Linked DNA regions of Sus scrofa: all the other regions are linked to region 4. A link is a contact called in public HiChIP or PLAC-seq and promoter capture Hi-C data. All regions are on one chromosome and are shown on one strand. The core of a region is the stretch at or near the end of the contact, and the rest is flanking DNA. Distances in the headings are between cores, read along the strand shown. Region 1 holds the start of DDX52 (probable ATP-dependent RNA helicase DDX52). Region 2 holds the start of TADA2A (transcriptional adapter 2-alpha). Region 3 holds the start of ACACA (acetyl-CoA carboxylase alpha). Region 4 holds the start of MRM1 (mitochondrial rRNA methyltransferase 1).

Region 1 (2,945 bases), core at 100-2,599, 970 kb before region 4:
AAGATACATCTTTAAAATGTTCCCACTATAAGAGGGAAATAGGGACTGAATGAATCCATCTGAGAGCGCAGCAGATTCACATCCTTCATCTCATCTTCACTCCACGTTTGCTTTCCTTGAGTGTAAAGGAATCACACAATTTAAAGTATTTCTCACACTCTTTGGTTGAATATGTATAACTCAATTTTAACAAACTAAATGCTGGCCTGACATGATTCCATTGTACCATTTATAGGCTGATGACTCCCAAATTTATTTTTCTAGCCCTGACCTTTTCCCCTGAGCTTCAGACTTGTGAAATCAGCCATCTACCTGGACATCTCTACATAAAGTCAATGAGGTATCTTAACATGTCTGAACCATGCCAAGTGATTCCACTTCTCCATGCCTCATCCACACACACACAAAAAGCTGTTCTTCCCTCAGTCTTTCCTAGCATAGTAAATGGCATGCCATCTACCCCAGCTTTGAAATCAAAAACCCAGGAGCGATTCCAGCCATATGAAAGTCATCAGGTGCATTTAGATCTACCTCCAAAATATATGCCAATCTATCCATTTAACGCCAAAGCATGGATACCACCCTAATCCAAGCCACCATCATCACTGCTACTTTAACTGACCTCTCTGTTTCCACTCTTATCCCTTCTGTGGTCCATTCTCTAAAACAGCCAGAGTAATCTTTTATGAAGCAGTCACTCGTTCATCAAACTTTATTGAGAGCACACAGAAATTGGAGATACAGTGGTGAAGCAAATTAGATCTCTGTGGTCCTGGACTTCATTCTAGAAAGGGGAGGCAATGCACATATAAATTTTGTTTGGTACAAACACAATGAAGAAAATGAATATGAAACGTGATGATCATGCTGCACTAGCGTGCTTATATTAAAATCCATATTCCTTTCCATGACCTTGTTATGAGTCTCTAGGATTAGTTTTCATTTGTCCCTCCAACCTTATCTGTGCCACGCTTCCTCACGGTAACCTGGCTCCAGTCACCCTGGTTGCCTTTCTATTTCCTCAAGGTTCCAAACCTTTTTCCTTCTTCAGGCATATGTTTATCTGCCTCCTCTTAGATTAAATATCACTTCATCAGAGTGAACCTGACTCACCTACCTAAAAGTAGCTCTTCTTTCCTTTCTCTATTAATTACACTGTTCTGTGTCACAGCACTTTGCTCTTAAAGAAATTATTCGACTTATTAATACCTTATATCCTCACTAAAATGGAAGTTTTCCGAGGTGAGATTCCCGACGTGTTGTTTACCAAACTATTCCTTTAGGTGTAGAACAGGGACCAGCATTAAGACGATTTTCATAAATATTTTTTTAGAACAAATGAATAACAAAGGATCTCTCACAGCCACCAGGCTCCGCCCCGCCCAGGCACTTCCGCCCACGGTCTAGACCTAGACCTTCTGGGAGAGGAAGTCTTCTGCGCAGGCGCCTTGGGACCGCAAAGCTTTCTGGGTAAAGATGGATGCCCACGATCTGTTTCGCCGGCTGGGCGCCGGGGCCAAGTTCGACGTGAGACGCTTCTCGGCGGACGCAGCACGGTTCCAGGTACTGTGTGCAGGGCGTCAGGAACCCGAGTAACTGAGAAGGGGCAGGGGCCGGAGAAGGAACTAGCTGCTGGGGGAGCCGGCAGTCGGAAACCCTGTGGCGTGGCTGTAGGGTTATTTTCTCTTCTTTGGCGTTCAGCTTACTGCAAGCCTTCTGAATGAACTCTACCCATCCTTCTGTAGACTTAGTTGGGTCCAGCACGGACACGTTTATCCCTGGCCGCCCTATTGAGTTTATTCAAAGTTCGAATTTTTTCTTTAAAAAGTAATCTTTTATCCGAAACTAGGGTAAAGGAATTTGAAAAACAGAAACAGTCCAAAACGGAGAGAACATTCATTCACTGTAGTCTCTCCGGGTTTGTGTTCGCACGTGTACCGCTTTAGGTGGGCGTTTTATTCCCGCAACTTCGCGACGTGTTAAGGAACCAATGAGAAGAGCGTTTTAGAAAAAGGAGTTCTGTGGTTCCCTTGTGGCGCGGCTGGTGTTGTCTTGCAGCCGCTTGGTTTGCTGCTGTTGCACAGGTTCGATCCCTGGCCCGGGAACCTGCCTGTAGGCGCGACCAAAAAAGAAATGGGAGATCTTAACATAGGAAAATAGTGAGTGGTAAATCGGGAGTAGTTGGGGCCCCTTTCGTGAAAAATCTTGAATGTGTCAACCTTGGTGTTGGGACTAGGGACATATTTGTGTGTGGGCAATATGTGTGTTTCTTCTTACTCTGACTGATGGTATAGTGTTATTGTTAAGAGTTTGAACTCTGGAACCATATGAAACGGGTTCAAATCCTAGGTCTGCCGGTTACTAGTTTTGAGACCTTGGTCAAGTTACTTAACCTCTTAATGTCTCCGTTTTTCTCATCTGTGATATTTTTGTTTACCTCGTTAGGACTGTTGAAGGATCAAGTAATTTAATATGTCTAAACATGCTTAGAAGTCTGCCTGATTGCAGTGTTATGCTGATAAGTGTTTATAAGTCTCGGTGGCTATTTTCATTATTATTATTACTGTTAAAAGTTCAGAAAAGGTAACATTTTGGATTCCATTTGCCCAGATACACTTGTCAGCTCAAGAAATATTTGGTGAGAAATAAAAAAGATGAGTGATTTTACCCATATCCTTACTTGCCAGTACTGCCAGGGTGAAATGCCAGTCAGTCCATAGATTTCATTTACACATTTTTGGGGTTTTAGATAGGAAAAAGGAAATATGACTTTGATTCCTCGGAGGCACTGCAAGGACTGGACTTTTTTGGAAGTAAGAAGTCTGTCCCAGGTGAGTGTGGAGCATCAGGAACGCGTCAGGAGCTACAAGATGAAGAGAAAAGAGAGGAGAGCCTCCCTGAAAGGAAGAGGGAGCAGAACAAGAGAAAGAGGAAGAAGATGACTT
Region 2 (2,861 bases), core at 140-2,639, 750 kb before region 4:
CCATTTCTAGCCTAAATGAAAACAGGAACTACATCAAATACAAATTTGTATGTCTTAAAGTACCATACACAATGCCACACAGAAAGAACTCAATAAACAAAAATGTAATGGACAAATAAATGCTAATTCTACAAAAAAGTTAATTCATCCTTAGTTTTCCTGCAGTGACTTCTTTCACTGGATAGTTTTGGCTTGGAGAATAATTTATCATTAAGAATATACAACACTGTCAATGAACTTGTCTTTTTTAGGGTAGGTTGGGGTGGTTCTCCCTCTGGTCTAGCCCCAGGAAAATGAGTCTGAAGAAAAGTGAGTTTAGTAAGTGGTATCATGCACTTAATAATAAAATAATGGCCAAAACTTATTGAACTTTTCTCATATACCAGGTACTGTGGTACCACTGTATGTGGATCATCTCTGAATCCTTACAACCTTCAGAGACATGTTGCTTTTTCAAGGAGGGAAAGGAAATGCTAAAAGATTGTGTTACTGGCACAATGTCCTAGACGTAGTGAATAGCAATGTCACTTCAGAGGTCAACTAGAGATAGTCAAGTAAGGAACTTTATATAAAGTCTCGTGAACACTCCACGTTGTAAGTGCAATACTGCAATAAGCAGAATCTTTTTTTTCCCCGTCTTTTTTTCACACAGGAGACATTTCTGACGCTAATACCCACGAAAGGCTGGGTGCTAGCTCCAAATTAACATCTGCTTTGTTCAAAGAAATTACTGGGAGGAGGGAAGGGACGTGAAGATTACTCACTCACTGCAGTTCAGAGGACAGGGGCAGGCTTGGAGTTTTGCAAACAAGATTCGAAGCCTCATTTTGTTCCTTATTAACTGTGATCTTGGGCAAGTCATTTTACTGGAGGCTCAGACAAGCACAGCTCTAAAATGAACCTGAAATATCTATTTGGAAGGCCTACTTGAGAACAACAGGTAACATCAACCATACGCTGTCGTGAGCCGCATTACGCCCTCCAACGCAAAGTCAGGAAAGCGGAGGCCGGAACCCAGCAGGACCGCCCAGGGGGCGGGAGTCGCCAGGCTCGCGGCGGGGCGGGGCACCAGGGCTCGGGCCGGGCACGCGCCGCCCTCCCCCACCGCACGGCGTGGCCCCCGCCTCGCGCCAGTCGGGCCGACTCACCCTCTCGCCCCCGACGCCGCTGGGGTCCGCAGCCCTCCCCCACCCTCGGGGAACCTCGAGGACGCCTTCTCCCCCTCGTCCCGCGAGAGGGGTTCGCGCCGCACCACGCCACCACCCGTGCCGCAGCGCCTCGTGCCTCACCTCGCCGCGTCCCCCTCTTCCGCGCCGAGGAAACGCCAGCCGTGCGCGCGCCCGGGCTTTTGCGTGCTCGCTCCCGAGCGGCGCAGGCGCGAGCGGGCCGCGCGCTCGCCGCCTCCGCCCAGGCGCCGCCCCAGCCGTCGCGGCCCCGCCGCGTGGCGCGCGCTCGCCGCCTCCCCTCTCTCAGCTCCAGCCCCTGACCTCGCCGAGAGCTCGCCGCCCGCCTCCAGCAGAGGCCTGGGAGGATGGGGCTCTGAGCAGTTTGCCAGACTTTTGAGTCGGACCAGTAATCACTTTTCCCTCGGGGCGCGTTGCTCGTCGCCGCAGACTTGCGGATGCGTGCTGCCGTTTGACCCCTCCAGAGTGCGGTGAGCTGGAGCGGGCCGGTACAGCCCCGCTTTTGCGTTTTGTAACATTCCTGCCACCCCTGTTGCAGCCTCAAAGGAAATGGAGGCTGAGGGACTGGGCCCAAGGACGGCGAGTGGTGGTCCCCCCTCGAGGCCGGGTCTTGCAGTGCTACTCATGGATTAACCAGACTGCCTGAATGGTTCAAGGGTACATGGGGTACGTTTGATTCAGATGCTTCTGGAACGTCGAAATTATCTTCTTTGGAAAAACCATCCTCTCTTTGGGCTTTAGGTGCCCAAATTGAGGCGCGATGATGAGAGGATGTGGTGGTCCACTCTGATGTCAGTCTTGAGGGCTAGGTATGTCCCAACATCTCTTGTTACTACTGCTAATTATTATTATTATGATAGCTGCCATTTGTCGAGTATTTATTGCATGCCAGGCATTGTACAAAGGAGTTTACATACATGGTCTCATTTAATCTTCAAAAATAACCTTATGGAAAAGACACTTGTAATATTATCATCCCCATTTTCCAGGTGAAGACCTTTAGACTCTACCTTGTAAATAACTTGGGTTCACACAGCTAGATGGTGTTGGGGAAGGGCATTCAAACAGTGGTTTGTCTTAGCCATTATGCTCATGCATCTATTTAGAAGTCTTTCTTCCATCAATTTGCCCAACCTCTTAGAGAAATCATTTACACCTGCCTGTGTGGCCTTTTTATTCATTTCTTAGTCATACAAGTTCGTTCTAAAAAAAAAAGAATATTTGCATGAACAAAAAATGAAAACCAGCTCCTACCATGTTAAATGGTTACCATTTTGCCTTACATTCTTCTAGATATTTTTCTATACTTCATTCAAAAAATATAAAGTAGTTTTACATTTGATATACCCTGGAAATCTATTTTCATTTATCAAATTTTTAATGAGTAGATACCAGTTCTAGGTGCTGGGAATTCGGTGAACAAAACAAAGTTTCTGCCTCATCGTGGAGGAGGTAGACAATAAGCAATATTTAGACAATAAGCAATACACATAGTATATAATAGATAATGCCCAGTAATGTGGCAATTTTTATGGAAAAAAAATCAGGATAAAGGGATAAGAGTGATGTGGGGACACTCTGTTGGATGCAGTAGACAAGGAAGTCCTCTTAATCATAAGCAGAAATCTAATCATTAAATGGGGGAGGCAGCTGTGTGAATTTCTAGAGGGGGAAATT
Region 3 (3,226 bases), core at 710-3,209, 680 kb before region 4:
ATTCTGCTTGTTGGTAACCCATAGTTTGAAAAACCCTGGTGCTAGTGCATCGTAGCATACAAAATCCTTTCCTACCCTCTTAGTCCTTACAGCAGTCCCATGCGGTACTTAGGATGAGGTGACTCAGAGATGTTAAGTGACTTGTTCAAGTTTGCACCGCCAGTACTTAGCTGAGTCAGAGTGTGATCTTGGTCCTAGCTTTTGACTCCACCTCCCCTGGAACCTTTGGTTGCATCCCATTCAAACTGCTTACCTTCTCTTTTCTCACTCCCTTCTGTGCTGCAATTGTAGGGAATAATACTAGCTCAGACTACACATTGGGTAAATGCTAATTTGTCACCTGGCATCCGTATGCTGTCCCCAGTCCCGTTTGGGGTCCTCCCTTAGAAGTTCTGGATTTCCCTATCTGTTTAAAGAGGATCTTTTCTTCTTTTTTCTTCACTACCCTGGACCAGTGGTTTTCAAGCCTGGATTTAGAAGAGGTCCATTAGTTGTGGAACTTAATATTCAGATCTCTGGGTCTCCGGCAGGGATTCTGATTCAGCAGATCTGGAATGGAGCTTAGACGTACACATTTTTTGTGTGTTTTTGTTTTTTATTTTTATTTTTTGTCTTTTTAGGGCCGTACCTGCGACATATGGAGGTTCCAGGCTAGGGGTCCAGGCAGAGCTGTAGCCACCGGCCTACACTGCAGCCATAGCTACGAGGGATCTGAGCCGAGTCTTTGACCTACACCACAGCTCATGGCAACACTGGATCCTTTACCCACTGAGTGAGGCCAGGGATTGAACCCACATCCTCATGGGTACTAGTTGGGTTCATTAATCACTGAACCACAATGGGAACTCCTGTTTTTGTTTTTTAAATAATTTTTAAGGTTTTTTTTTTTTTTTTTTTTTTTTTCTTTTTAGGGTTGCACCCGCGGCATGTGGAAGTTCCCAGGCTAGGGGTCTAATCGGAGCTACAGGGATCAAACCCTCATCCTCATGGATACTCATGGGCTGGGTTCATAACCCATTGAGCCACAATGGGAACTCCCTCCATTCATCTCTTTTTAAAAAAGCTCCACAGGTAATTGTTATATGTAGTCAAAGTTGAAAATTTCTACCCTGGATACATTAAAATTGTTGGGCATAGGAGTTCCCTTCGTGGCGCAGTGGTGAACGAATCCAACTAGGAACCATGAGGCTAGGCTGCAGGTTCAATCCCTGACCTTGCTCAGTGGATTAACAGATCCGACATTGCCGTGAGCTGTGGTGTAGGTTGCAGATGTGGCTCGGGTCCCACGTTGCTGTGGCTGTGGTGTAGGCTGGCAGCTACAGCTCTGATTAGACCCCTAGTCTGGGAACCTCCATATGCCATGAGGGTGGCCCAAGAAATGGCAAAAAGACAAAAAAAAAAAAATTGTTGGGCATAGACGGACACCCAGGATTTGGGGAATAGCTAGAGACTCCTTGGTCCCTAGAGTTTAGGGACTTAATAATGAGAGACCTGTTCTTTCCCTGGCTCCCAGCCTTTGTGGGTGGGTACAAATATTTGGCAACATAATCATAACTTGAATTGTAGAGAATCTAGTGGTTCTCTTCTTTCCACTGCCTCCTTTTTGATGGAATATTGGAAATCATAGGGTTGAAATGTGTACATAGTTGGAAAAAGTACCTTGTAAAATGGTTAGCTTGGGTTATTGTTTTAACACTTTTTATTGTTTTTAATACTTTTCATGAATAATGAAGTTTTTGAGTGTGTAATGCTTTTGGTTTACAGATTTAAGCAAATGACAAACAACTGAACTTTATACTTCAAGTTAAATAGTGTATTTGACCAGAAAAATGATACTTTGAGTATTAGTTTTATACTATAATGAAACAGGAATTGATAAAATTTGAGTTTCTAACGAAAAAAAAAACCTTCAAATCTCTCTCTCTCTCTCTCTCTCTCTCTTTAGTTCTTTTTGGAGGTGGATATCTGCTCAGACAATAAGAATTATAAGAGGTCAGTTACAAATAATGCTCCTTCATGTTTACAGTGTGATTACAAATTTTATGTTTGTTGCTAAAATATTAAACTGTAGGCTTTTATGTTGAAAGGCACCTTGCACAGAAGAATATAGGCAGACTGGGGTCGGGGGGTGACCTGAAGTGAATGAGTCTGGCAGGGGTAGTATTCCATCAGCTCTTCTCAATTTGGGGCTGGAATCGGTGGAAATGGGACGGGCCGCACAGTAGCTTCTAGAGTATCTGGGCAGCTACTCAGTGATTTTCCATACGAGACCTGTCTTTTCTGTGGTTTATAGGCTAGTGCCCGAGAGTGCCACTCAGGAGAGTTGCCAGTTGGTGGACAGGCTCTTTAGTTGTTGACCCAGAGCTGCTCTCAGTCTTTGGAAGGGGATGGCTGCCTTCTCGTTCTTAGCAAGGAAGGAACAATTTGAAGTTGACCTTCTGGAGCCTTTCATTTATTTGTTAATCCTTTCTTTTTTCTTCTGTGGAATCAGAGAATTGCTCTTTTCTCAGTGAGATTTATTTTTGTATGTAGTTATCTAATTTTGGTCAGGTTATTAGCTGCCTCAGATGCCTTATTTCTCTTGTGAAGAAGCCAGCAGTAGGAGTTCCCACTGTGGCACAGCAGAAACAAACCCAACTAGGAACCATGGGGTTGCAGGTTCCATTCCTGGCCTCGATCATTGGGTTAAGGGTCTGGCGTTGCCACATGCTGTGGCGTAGGCCGGCGGCTACAGCTGTTATTCAACCCCTAGCCTGGGAACCTCCATATGCTAAGGGTGCAGCCCTAAAAAAGCAAAAAAAAAAAAAAAAAAAAAAAAAAAAAAAGCCAGCTATTCTGTGTTAGTTGAGATGGCATTTGGATTTTTTTTTTTTTTTTTTTTTTTTGTGGCCACACCTGTGGCGTATGGAAATTCCTGGGCCAGGGATTGAATGCATACCAATGCAGTGACCTGAGCCACTGCAGTTGGATTCTTAACCCATGTGCCACAGCGGGACTTCTTAACCTGTGATTTTTAAGCTTGACTGTTCACTGCTCTAAATGTGAAAGAAGTAGCCTTTTTACTGGTGTACCTTTTGGGGTTCGTTAGAGTGGTCAATCTGCTAGAACTTTTCCCTTTCACCCTCTCTCTCCTTTTTTCCTCTTTTTAAATTATTTGGTTTTCTTTGAAGGTTCTGGAAGTGAGCCGGATTATGAAATTGGGAGACATTAAAATTTTTTTTAAGAA
Region 4 (3,085 bases), core at 261-2,760:
TTTCTATATATCAAAGAGGGTTTTCTGTTAGTGGTGGAGGTGCTTTGGGGGGTTTGCTTTGCTTCTTTGTTTGCAGGAGGGACAAGGGAAAACGCATCAACGAGTCTTTGTTCAAAGAGCTTTTCAAGCTGAGCCTCTACTGGAGGAACCAAGAGCCACCAACTCCTCACAGCTGAGCATTTACTGAAGACCTACTTCCCAGGCAGTAAGGCACTGAGTAAACTCGCTGGAGGAGCGAAGACATTTATTTCGGAAAGGTGTGCAGTCAAAGTCCCTAACATCAGATTCTGCTCCATGTGTGGTTTAAAATACTCTGGATCCGTCGCTTCCCAAAGGGGTTTAAAAGGATGGAGGAAGCGTGTGTACCAAAACGCCCCGTTCCCTTCCTCCTGGGGGCCCTTGGAGAGGATGAGCTTGGCTCATTTGTTCTCCTTTACTGACACCCCGCTTTCCCCCGTCGTTACCTGTAAAAAACCGGCCAGGTCATCAGTCGAGAACACGTCCATCACCTCCATAGCTCCCGCGCTGGCCTTGCTGACTACTGGAGTGAGCGGGCAGCTGCAAGGGTTCCCCAAGTCCCCTATGAGGCTGAGTAATCTCAAACCCAGCGCCGTGCCCTCCCCCAGACCCCAAGAGTTAGGAGAGAGAATTTTGGCCATGGGGAGGCCTGCCTGAAGGACCACCCAAAGGGTCAAGGTGCTTAGGAACTCAGCTGAGCCTCCAAATTGGGGCACGCAGGGAAGGGTTGTCCATGCCTGTTTTTCCGGCTGGTGATGACTTTCTCCACTCCGAGGAAATGAGCGGAGCGCAGCACGGCCCCAAGATTCCGGGGATCCTGTAGCCCCTCAAGGACCAGCCACAGCTGCTGGGGGTCGTCTCCCGGCCGAGACTCCCCGGCCTCAGCCCAAGGCTGGGGCCGCAGGGGGCTCACTTCCATGCAGACGCCCTGGTGGACCTGGTAGCGGCACAGGACGTCCAGCTTCCGCCGCCTGGGCCGCAGAACCGGGATGTCCCGCGCCTCCGCCACACGCAGCAGCTCGGCCCGCTCCCCTTGCAGCCCGGACCTGCCGGCCTGGAGCAGGAGCCGGGCCACGCGGCGGCGGGCGGCTCGCAGAGCCAGGAGACATGGGGACAAGCCAAACAAAAGCTCCAGTCCCCCGGCCGACCGCGGGGGGAGCGCCAGGTCGTCCAGGAGCAGGCGGCTTAGCTCCTCCCCGCCGGGCCTGTCCCCACGCCGCGCCGCTTGGGAGAAAGGACGCGTGAGGAGACGACCGCAGCAACGCCAGGTCGCGCCCCTGGCGGCCGAGAGCAGTTCCATGGTCGACTCCGCGAGTGAGTCCTCGGGAGCGGTCACCTCCGCCGGGGCCCGCTCCCAGGCCCCTAATGAGTGAAGGGGACCGGAAAGCTTCCCCCGGCAAACCCCCTCAGACACAGGAACAGCTCGCACTCCCAGCCCCTACACTGAGGAATACTCGGCCACCAACCTTCCCCTCCCAGTCCCCTTGTGAGCTGCTCCGCTTCCGCGTTCGGGCGGTCCCACCCACTTCCGGAGCTGCCCTGCGCATGCCCATCATCCACGTCGTCCCCACAGCGCCCCCTGCCGGGCCGGCTGAGCGACGACCTCCGCGGCCCCATCGGTGGCCCGGACAGGGGCTTGCAGCTGAGCTGACCCGACTGTGGACCACACAGTCCCGACTTGGGACCACATTCTGCAAGATCCCAAGAGGCTGGAGGGCCTCACTCACCCCGAGAGCAGCAAAGGCACTTTAAGGGCAGGTGTTGGCTTTCCTGTTCAACCTCGTTAGTCGTGGTGACTCCCTCCCCACACCCTGTCCACCACTGGGTCCTGGTGATTTTCCTTAGAAGCTTCTCCTGCATCCAGCCCCTCCTCTAATCCTCCACTGCCTATCAAACCCTCAGCACTAGTCAGCAGGACTCTCACCAATAACTTCCTGTCCCATGGTGCTGATTCTCTAAGTGACAGCTCTGGGCCTGTCCCACACCTGCTGATAAGCCAAGGGATGCCCTTGGGCCACTTCTGGCTCGGCACTCAGACCTCCAGGAATCCAGGCAGGAGCTACCTTTCAGTCTCACCTGACTCCTGCACTATGTTCTTTGCTGTTCCCACCACGCTGCATGCTTTTCCTGGCCCTCCAGCCTAGCATACTCTGTTGTTTTCTTTTCTGGCTAGCGAACTCCTACCTATTTTCTTTCTTGCTTTCTTTTTTTTTTTAGGGCTGCACCCAGGGCATATGAAAGTTCCCAGGCTAGAGGCTGAATCAGAGCTGTAGCTGCTGGCCCAGGCCACAGCCATGCCAGATCCGATTCGCGTCTGTGGCCTGCACCGCAGCTCACGGCAACGCCAGATCCTTAACCCACTGAGGAAGGCACTCCTACCCATTTTCAACACTCAGTCCAAAGGTAACCCACACTCCAGGGGTGATGCCCCCAACCCACCCACCTTCCCACTGTCCTAGAAGAAACTCTGAGACACAAGCATTCCTGATCACAGGAAGGGGGAAGAACTGAGAGATACTTCTGAAGCCAAGGTAGCTTGTTGCGATTTTTCTTTTTTAATGATCACAGTGAAACCCACTCAGGAGGCAGGCCCTGGTATTCCGCTGCCAAAGTCCGAGTGGAGAGAGGACCCCACCAGGGACTGAGAAGCCAAAATTGGGCTGGAGAACTGGGGGGTGGGGGGTGGGGAGAGAAGCAGTGGTGGGGGCAGTGGGACAGGGAGAGGAGGAACCCGGGAGCCCCGATTACCATTCGGATGGAAGGCGAGGGCTTCCCTCTGCCAGCTCATCCCCGAGGGCCAGGGGATGGGGTCAAGGCGACAGAGAAAAGCCCCACTTGGGGATCCATCCCTTGCTTCAATCCAAGGGGAGAAACCAGAGACAGCAAAGACCAAGGAGCCCAAGAAGGGGACCAAGAATAAGTCAGCAGGTCAAACAATCAGGGACACCACCTCCCTTCCCCAGCCCATTTGACAAGATTATATAAAAACCTCAAGCAAGTTTTCTAGCCCCTGGTGGGGGTGGGGAAAGGACATAGAATCCAAGAGTCCCGAAATCAACACCTAAAA

Evidence for each region. Promoter capture Hi-C pulls out the DNA fragments that hold promoters and counts their contacts. HiChIP or PLAC-seq counts read pairs in DNA pulled down with a chosen protein or histone mark.
Region 1: a promoter capture Hi-C map of liver shows a contact between it and region 4, with 10 times the contacts expected there. The contact joins the promoter of DDX52 here to the promoter of MRM1 in region 4. A contact is called at or near these places in 1 of 5 promoter capture datasets (liver), 1 of 47 Hi-C or Micro-C datasets (embryonic fibroblasts) and 1 of 2 datasets of contacts at active chromatin or transcription factors (alveolar macrophages).
Region 2: an H3K27ac HiChIP or PLAC-seq map of alveolar macrophages shows a contact between it and region 4, with 11 times the contacts expected there. The contact joins the promoter of TADA2A here to the promoter of MRM1 in region 4. A contact is called at or near these places in 1 of 5 promoter capture datasets (fetal skeletal muscle), 1 of 47 Hi-C or Micro-C datasets (embryonic fibroblasts) and 1 of 2 datasets of contacts at active chromatin or transcription factors (alveolar macrophages).
Region 3: a contact with region 4 is called in an H3K27ac HiChIP or PLAC-seq map of alveolar macrophages, with 7 times the contacts expected there. The contact joins the promoter of ACACA here to the promoter of MRM1 in region 4. A contact is called at or near these places in 2 of 2 datasets of contacts at active chromatin or transcription factors (alveolar macrophages and skeletal muscle).

What each region holds. Positions count from the first base shown.
Region 1 is chr12:39,093,962-39,096,906 of Sscrofa11.1, reverse strand. DDX52 (probable ATP-dependent RNA helicase DDX52) reads left to right here and starts at 1,349. Exons shown (of 15, transcript XM_013989946.2): 1 at 1,349-1,563; 2 at 2,750-2,945. The coding sequence starts at 1,477.
Region 2 is chr12:38,873,684-38,876,544 of Sscrofa11.1, reverse strand. It overlaps TADA2A (transcriptional adapter 2-alpha), which reads right to left and starts at 1,389. Exons shown (of 16, transcript XM_021067335.1): 1 at 1,290-1,389. It also overlaps a transcript of ACACA not described here.
Region 3 is chr12:38,799,158-38,802,383 of Sscrofa11.1, reverse strand. It overlaps ACACA (acetyl-CoA carboxylase alpha), which reads left to right and starts at 1,959. Exons shown (of 55, transcript NM_001114269.1): 1 at 1,959-1,992.
Region 4 is chr12:38,122,826-38,125,910 of Sscrofa11.1, reverse strand. MRM1 (mitochondrial rRNA methyltransferase 1) reads right to left here and starts at 1,510. Exons shown (of 5, transcript NM_001244822.1): 1 at 756-1,510; 2 at 465-558. The coding sequence starts at 1,318. DHRS11 (dehydrogenase/reductase 11) reads right to left here. Exons shown (of 7, transcript NM_001244532.1): 7 at 2,551-3,085.